2 separate regions of the Pan troglodytes genome follow, and region 1 is linked to region 2. Evidence: chromatin contacts called from public capture Hi-C data. All regions are on one chromosome and are shown on one strand. Each heading gives the region's core, a stretch centred on a gene start, on an enhancer-like site or on the middle of the called end of the contact. The rest is flanking DNA. Distances are from core to core; before and after follow the strand shown.

Region 1 (4,240 bases), core at 792-3,291, 230 kb after region 2:
TGGGTTCAAGCGATTCTCCTGCCTCAGGCTCCCGAATAGCTAGGATTACAGGCACGTGCCATCACACCTGGCTAATTTTTGTATTTTTAGTACAGACGGGGTTTCACCATATTGGCCAGGCTGGTCTCGAACTCCTGACCTCAAAGTGATCTGCCTGCCTCGGCCTCCCAAAGGTGCTGGGATTACAGGCATGAACCACTGTGCCTGGCCATTATTGTCATATTTTAACAAATTGCCACAGCCACCCCCGCCTTCAGCAACCACCACCACCACCCTCATCAACATCAAGGCAAGACCCTCCACCAGCAAAAAGATTATGACTTGCTAAAGGCTTAGATGATTATTAGCATTTTAAGCGATAAACTATTAATTAAGGTACATACTTTTTTAAAGACATAATGCCATTGCACACTTGTTAGACTACAGTATAATGTAAACATAACTTTTCTTGGCACTGGGAAACCAAAAAACTTGTGTGAATCACTTTATTTCAATATTAACTTTATTACAGTGGTCTGGAATGCAATCCACAATATCTCTGAGTATGCATGTATATATAATTAAGTCCTGAATATAAATATGTCTATATGGAGACACAGAAAGGAAAAATAGCTGCCTTAGGATCATTTCCGTCATTGTGTTATCACCATAAGCCACCAATGTATGTATTGAGCACATAATCTGTTTCAGGCATACATAATCTGCGTCCTTCACTTTTTCGGCACTAACTGTCATGGTTATTGGACATTGGGTTGCAGTACTTAGGAAGAACCAGCAGCGTAGGGATTTAGTTCCCATTGTCCCATGGCTGAGATCCTTCCCTGGAGTTACTGACTCCCAGGCTGAAGCAACTGAAGCTCTCAGTTTCATGTGGGACATGAGATCCCAAAATGGCAGACACAAGCAAACCATCTTCAATGTCTGACATGAGATGTGTGAAGATCAAATAAGGTTCCTTATTTTAAAATGCCTGTTGTAAACCTATTGAGACTCATTTGTTCTTATATCAAAATGACTCTAAAGATACTGAGATAAATGGTTAGCATAGAGTAGAAGGAAAGCATAATATTGAGAACAATGTCCAAAGGGCTGGAATCAAAGCCAGAAAATATTGAGAGAGTCTAAAGGCATTAAGGATCCCATTTTATAAGGGGTGAAGATTTAGGCCCTTCTGGATAGAAGAATCCCTGTTTTATTGTTGAAGATCTTGGAGGAAGAGAACTCCCCTTTCCCAACGCAGGAAACCTTCCTTTGTCCCTGTCTCATGCCTCAAGATAATTATTGGGAAGCTTTTTCTCAAATCTAAATGCCACCCCTTACTCTGGTATTAACCGATTTACACCCTGTAAGAGAGATGGGAAATAGAATTAGTCTTCCTCTGTGATGTAATAACTTCTCACCCACAAGAAGAACACAGGGCATTCCAAGTGAAGCAGCCCCAGTTATTTCACGTTTTCATCACAGATCCTATCTCCAAGTCCTTCCATCAGCTTCAGTGATGGGTCGTGGTGGGCAGGACCTGGAGGAACAGTCCTGTCTCAGCCAGGAGAAGACCGATCGATTGCTGTCAGCCCCATGGTAGGGTTAATTCCCTCTGACACTGCCTCCCCTTGGAGGAGCCTGGGGTGGGTGGCTGTCCATTAGCTGAAACTAAATCAGACTCCCACTCAGGAGGAGAAGATGATGTAAATAGCAAAAGGCGGTAATTAATGGCAGTAAATAAAGGGAGGTCAATGTGGAAAAAATGCAAGTTATTACACCAAGGAGGACAAGAATCCCAAACATAGTTATTAATGGCAAGGAGATAAAGTATTTGGAAAATACAAACACTGAAAGAGACCTCAGGGGAATGAAAACGGTCAACAAATTATATGTGAGCTTGCAACGTGATACAGCCGAAACAACCACACGAAACACAAATAATTCTGAATTGCATAGTTGAGGTATCAAGTCATGGACTGAGGAAGCAAGCGATCTCCCCACAAGCCCCCAGAGACCACAGCCAGGGCCTTCGGACAGCAGAGAGGTTTAGATGCACTGGAGGGGCCTGGAAAGAAAGCAACCGCAAAGGGCCAGGCGCAGGAGGGCTGGACTGAGCAGAACCAGAAGAACTTGTGCAAGCGGTGACTAAGAGCCGTGGCCACTGCCCAGGCCAGCAGCCAGACACAGCGGCCAGCAGCTGGACATAGAGGCCATAACTGAGGGTGCTGGGCCATGGCTGTGGGGACACCTGGGAGCCTCAGGGCCATCAAGATGGCCCTCACAGCACAGCAGGTGCCCTGGCAGGCATGCAGCATTGCAATCTGGAACAGGGTCTGCACAGCAGGGCGCTCATAAGCCCCTAAGAGCTCCAGGTGTGTTCAGTGAGAGAGGGACTGGGGTTCTGTGCAGGGCTTTCCAGACTGTCACTGTCAGGACACCACCTCTGAGAGGAGAGGCTGAGCCGCTCAAGGACTGCACAGCCTGTGCCCACTCGCACACCCGGACCCTGACTTTTGTGAGGGCTTCATGATACAGACTGTTCCTCACTTGGAGTCCACCCTCAGCCCCGCACCGTGCTCAGGCCTGGTCTTTCTATAATTTCCTGTGATCCGCTTTCTGCCCATGTTTTCGAAATAGCCAAGAGAAGTGCCTAAAGCAGTGGTGGGCAGAAGGGACCACAGACAGCGCAGAGGGTGGGGAGCTCAGGGAGGCCCGGCTTATGGGGGCCCAGGCAGCTCAGGCACAAGAGCCACTGCCCTGAGCACCCATGAAAAACAGGTCCCCCTCCATGCCCCGCACCTGCTGCCAGGGCTTGTACTGTGCAAGCCACTCTTTCATGCTTTCAGCAAATACTTCTTGAGCTCCTGCATGCCTAGCCTGTGCTAGATGCTTAAAATGCGAACAATGGAAAGCAGGAGCCTCAGCGGGGCCACAGGAACAGGGGGATGGAGGTGAACGTCGAGGTTACAGCGCCAAGAGGTGAGTGCGAGAACTTGGAGGTACAGGGAAGCCGCCGGCCCAAGCCTACAGGGGAGACTCGAATAGAGCAAGCAATGTGAAGGTTCTTGCAGAAGGAGTGGAGTCTACCCAGCAGAGGAAGGGGTGAGGTCCGCCAAGGCAGAGAGGGCAGCTCTCCGAAGGTGTGAAGTATAACATCCGAATGAAAAGTGGGGAGGCTGGAGTCACACTGGCTGTGTGGCCCCCAGCAAGCTGCTTAACTTCTCTGTGCCTAAGCATCACATCTATGAAATATGGATTACAAATAGGCTGGACCCAGTGGCTCTCAGCTGTAATTACAGTGGAGGATTGCTTGAGGCCAGGAGTTCTAGACTAGCCTGGGCAATAGAGCCAGACACCATCTCTACAAAAGTAAAAATTAAAAAGTAGCTGGGCATGGTGATGCCCCTCTGTAGCCCCAGTCACTCATGAGGCTTATGTGTGTTAGTGTACGTAGAACCCTTAGAACCCTGTCTGAGACACACAAAAGAACTCGTTAAATATGAGCGATTGTTTTTTCTACAATGCTGGGAGAATCTGGACAAATCCAGTCTGAATGGGCAGGGCCAGGCATCAGGAAGCTCAGCAGCAGGCGCGGGAGCAGGACTGACCCACGGTGAGGCCAGCCCAGGGCACAGAGAGGCACAAGGCCCTGGGACTTTTGGAGAGTGAGATGAGAAATAACTTTCTCATTCTTGTTTCACAGATTAAAAGATATATTACATTTTTTTCATTGTTTTCATTGAAATCATTTTCCAATTACATGACCTAGAAAACTAAAATTAAAACACACTGGCATTTTTATATTGCATAATTCAAGAGCTGTAGGAAGCTATTGCTTAAACGTGTATTTACTTGTGGCCAAAAGAAAAAACAAAAACCAAATGTCCTATTTTAATGATTTGGCTCACAAAATGCATAGTGCTCAGGGAGCTTGAGAACAAAAAGTGAGCTCTACAAAAACAGGCTACCCAAAAAGGTGAAAGCCAAAAGAGTTGACATTTAAAGCGAACGAAGTCCTTTACCTGAATGAATTGGACCAGCTGTCCAACCACTCTTTCAGGCTCTCGCCCTAGAGGTCACGGGGAAGGGAACTTTAGGGCTTAGGGAGAAGCCGATGCCCAGAGGACGCCTGGGGTTAGAAAGCCCAGATTCCTACCTCGGGACAAGTCTTCACAAATCTCTTAGGTAGGGAAAGAGCCACTGATTTTTTTTTTCAATTTTTTAAATTGTGGCAACATACACATGAAACTTACGATCC
Region 2 (4,485 bases), core at 1,430-3,929:
CAGCTGTGCAGGGTGATGCACAGAGTGCCACAAGGGTGTCCTGAGTGAGAGTGGATGTCCCCTGCCCTCTGGCTTCGTGAAGGCTTCGTGAAGCCTGCCGGGTCACCCTTGTTTTCATGGATAGCTTCTTTAGGACACTCTCTCCACCAGTAATTGACAAAGTCTCCTTCTGTTGAGTGTCTGATAAAGGACTGAGTTTACATGATTGTTAAGATAGGATCATGAAAGAAGACAGAAGACGGATGTGAGTGGCCCTCAGAAAAAAAGCATCAAAGGAAACTGAGGAGTCTGTGTTCCGAGTTATAACATCAGTCCTGTGTGTAAGTGCTGAGTTTCAGCTCTGCCCAAGGCTAGGGGTTGCCTAGTCGGCTTCAACTGTAAGCTCCTAAGGGACAGTGCTGCCCCTTGAGATGACTGGGCAGCCATCAGCTTCATGCTAGAGGCTTTAAAGCAAACCCAAGATGGAGTCTCAGTGCTGATTATCTGGGCCAGTGCCTTTCTTAACATTTCACGGATATATTCCTTTATTTTATTTGTTGTATTTTATTACAGTTTTGCTCTATTCAGTCATGGTCATTCTTAGTTGCTGTTGTCTTTGTAAACTTATTTAATATCTTTTAAATATTAAAAGATTAAATTCTTTTCTAATAAATTCTTTTAATATTAAAATATTAATTTTAGATAAGAACCTTGTTTACTTTCAAGATTAATGTAGTAAATAAAGAAGACTAAAAACTTCAGAGACTGAAAGCTGCTGAGAATGTGTAAGAGAAACCTGGTTATCAAACGCAATCCTGATCTTTTATCAGGCATCTGTGTCAATGTGGATGATCTAACTGTGGTTAACTTCATGAAGAAGCAAGATATTTGATTCTCATCTGTTTAAAGAAACAATCTGTTTCTTCTAAAAGTATATACTCTAAAACACAAACCACTTAGCTGGGAAATAAAAGATGTTTATGCTTTATCATTTATATAAGCCTGGCCTTTCTCCAAAATGATTTTGATATAGCTTACAACAAAAAAAGTGTTAGGCTTAATAAAAGAAGAATGGAAATGGAAACTAAGGATCAACAGAAAAGAGTATCACAAATATGGTAATACTAGCATATGGTAATATTATTTCTGTATTTGAGTGTAAAACGTGGCTGTGAGCTTCCTGGAGGCCAAGGCAAAAATAGAGACAAGAGCAACGTGCATAATATCATTAGCAGACAGAAAGATCATGTGACTTTTTAATTTTTTTCCCAGAAACTGAATCTAAAAAGAATCGCTCTATATAATGACTCATATATATGGTTTTAAGTGAAAAAATGATGAACACTGTCCTCCATGAGAGTTTTTGCACAAATTGAAGGAGGTAAGAACTGATATTGAAGCACAACTCAGTGAAGTTAATCCTGTCAGGCTAGGCTCATACAAGAAAACTTCTGACAGAATCCTAGAATTCCGGCAAATGCAGGCATGGAATGAGAGATTCCTATTCCATCTGCCTCGTTGTGCCTGGGGCCAGGCCTGAGTGTTGAAGACAGCTTTTTCCAATATAAGATCAAATGAGATTGTTCATAACAGGAGTCTGCAGGAATATGGTACCTCTGATTTGAAATGATGGATGATTTTCATCAGCCGTGTATCTGCTTCCTTGGCAGCACCCCAAGCGCAGACCCCAGGCTGTTTCAGTGTGTCATCTGGCAGGCCCAAACAGAGGATGTCTCAATTGTACATGTGTAACACAGCTTTAATTCATAATTTCATTTCTGGATGGAATTTTGAGCAGATGGGCATTGCTGTCCTTTTTAATGGTAAAAAATCAATGAAAGACACCGTGGTTTTGAAATTAATGAGCACTTGAAAAATACCAGCTTTGTTTGGCTTTGCGTTTTCTTTTTTCCTCTCCTCCTAAGTTGTTTGCAGCAAAATATTCAATTGAAAACTCAACATGTCCACTGCCTCCCAAAAAAAAAAAAATTATGTGGAAAGTCTCCACTAACAGGAAGAGAGAAGTTCTTCACAGTTTGGTTTTATTTTTCAATGATAGTCATTACCTCATTTTTAAAGCATTTATAATAAATTAAGCAAGTAACACTTGTGTACCAGTTTCTAATCAGTTTCTAATGTGCCTGGAACTTGCTGGGCTACAAAGAAAAGGATCAACTATTTTTTTTTCTGCACCCAAAGATATTGCAATCTTATCGGAGAAGGGAAACTGAGGCATGTGTTACAGTTAGAGGACTAGGAAGCACTAATCTGTGTCAAACTCCAAAGTGCAAATTCAAAGGAAAGACCATTGTTGGAGGGAGTGATCCGGAAGAATTCCTAGCCCTTACCTGTCTCAGTCATGCTTCTTGCCAAAGAAAAAGAGAAATCTCCAAGTATCTTAATGCTTTCAGCGCTTCTCCAATCTGACAGATATTTACTCAGATTCGAACTGACTGCCCAAGCTTCACTGCAGCTCCTCGTTTCCTGTTAGATCTTTTTAAAAATCTTTGCTTAAAACATTGAAGGCTGAACGATGAGCAAGAAAATCTTGCCTGTGAATAAGACACTGGGAACTGCACAGAATCAACATCAGCTCACAAGCTCATCATCTCACGCACGGATTCCTGAGCACATTCTCGCATTCTTGCTCTTAATCCTCCCTTGGCGACCTTCTACTCAGACATCATCTTTTATGCAGAGAAGCAGGCACGTTTCTCATCATTAATTCTGTTCTCAGCCAGGTGTGTAGCCACAGAGCATACAGACCACAGGATGATGTGAGCACCCCAGGATGTAAATTTGTGCGGAGTAATTACAGCTCAGGCTTCTTACACAGCTTTGGCCACATCAGGACATGAAGCTGTCTTGCAAATTGCGGGTGTGTCTAAGCTCTTAAGCACATGTGAACTTTAACGCACGTGCATTCCCTACTCACATACACAATACAAGCATGCCACACACTCACAATCCAATTGGCTAACTATGGTTATTAACAGGAAAGAACAATTAATGGTCCTTGTGGTTATAGTTTTGTTTGAATTTTCGCCTCATCAAAAATGTAACAACCAACTAAAGCAGGCTTTCCTCCTTTTTTCCTAGTGAAAGCATATTGACTTTCCTGACTTCTTATGACCACATTTGAGGAAAGGAGTAAGCACTGGAATCACCAACACAGCATGCTTACGGAGGGTGGTCGCCAGCTTCATCAGCCTCCCAATTCCACGGAGCCCCTTGAAAATCCAGGAGCGCAGACTGGCCACAGTAGAGATTTAATAGGTAAGACCTTGGATTCAATGGACAGATCTCCTACAGTTCCTGATATCAGCCCCTATCAGAAATTATATTTTACTTTGTGTATTTCACATATTTCAAATAGAAGGGGTCAAGACTAATAGTGACCAGTCTTCATCCATTTGATAAACCTTTATTAAACACAACTGCAGCTTTGTTCTAGGCAGCATGAATGGAATGATTTACAAACTGTTGCTGCTCTTTGGGCAGTCACTGTTTTATAGGGGAACTCGAGAAGCAGTCAGGAAGGAAGGTCTCGGAGGAGATGGCCCTGAAACTGAATCAGACTTTAAAAGATAAGTTGGTCAACAGGATTGGAGGGAGGGAGGGAAAAGAAGGTTTTGAAAGATAGATCTTTCAGAAAAAGCAAATAACTTGGGCACAGACATGGGCACAAAAAGGAAAAGAAAAGCCAGGGCATTCAGAGCATTGCAGAACATTTTGCATGACTGAGTATAGGAAGCAAGAGAGGTCTTTTGAGAAATACGACTGGAGAGGTGATGAGGGGCCAGATCTTGCGTTACACAAAGAACCTCTTATGCCACACAAAGGAATTTGGATTTTTTTTTTTCCTTTTAGGCATAAGGAAGCCATTGAAGGGTTTTAAACAGGAACAATGTAATCAGATTTACTCTTTGGAAATAAGATCTCCTGGTTAGTTAATGAACTCATATTTCTTTTTTTCTATGTTAACCATTGTTTTATTGTTTGGTCTTTAGACTCTATTATTGATTGAAATGCCAAAGTGATGGGAGTCAAGCGGCTTTGCCACTTAACCTTCCAAAGTTTGTTTCATTTGCTTTTAAAATAGTTATTATATTACGTGCTTTGCCTTATTAGTTTTGTGTACAATTAAAGCAAGATAAAGGCAGAGAAACTAGCTTGTAGTGCTATTGCTATGGACACCATTAGTTGATGTCAGAACAATTACAGATGAATCAATATTTACTATTGGACCAATTACAGACAAAACCAGAAAAGATTAGATCTAGCACAAACTTTATAAACTATTGAGCCTTTCATTTTATTTTGCATTTAAAAATCCTTACATCAGAGATTCTGAATTCTTTTATCAGGGGTGTGGCCTGTGCATTGAGAGTTTTTAAAGCTCTCCAGGTGATTTTAATATGCAATTAGATTTGAGAACCATGATTTTAGTCTTAAGGGGCTTTAGAAGTAAATGTCTTTAAATTCTGTGATAATACATCATTCATA

The links. Capture Hi-C pulls out chosen DNA fragments and counts their contacts.
Region 1: a contact with region 2 is called in a capture Hi-C map of stem cell-derived neural stem cells, with 5 times the contacts expected there. The contact joins two enhancer-like sites. A contact is called at or near these places in 4 of 7 Hi-C or Micro-C datasets (blood, induced pluripotent stem cells and stem cell-derived neural progenitor cells) and 1 of 1 other capture datasets (stem cell-derived neural stem cells).

What each region holds. Positions count from the first base shown.
Region 1 is chr14:22,886,385-22,890,624 of NHGRI_mPanTro3-v2.0_pri, forward strand. No RefSeq gene overlaps it. Among named protein-coding and RNA genes, the nearest start is that of TNFRSF19, 130 kb to the left of the region's middle. Within about 2 kb of position 2,042, at least 4 of the 24 cell types and tissues checked have an H3K27ac peak or open chromatin away from gene starts, as enhancers often do. A contact at or near this core is called in stem cell-derived neural stem cells, where this site is marked.
Region 2 is chr14:22,656,077-22,660,561 of NHGRI_mPanTro3-v2.0_pri, forward strand. LOC129136803 reads left to right here. Exons shown (of 4, transcript XM_063792168.1): 2 at 1-320; 3 at 3,079-3,255. Among named protein-coding and RNA genes, the nearest start is that of SACS, 36 kb to the left of the region's middle. Within about 2 kb of position 2,680, at least 2 of the 24 cell types and tissues checked have an H3K27ac peak or open chromatin away from gene starts, as enhancers often do. A contact at or near this core is called in stem cell-derived neural stem cells, where this site is marked.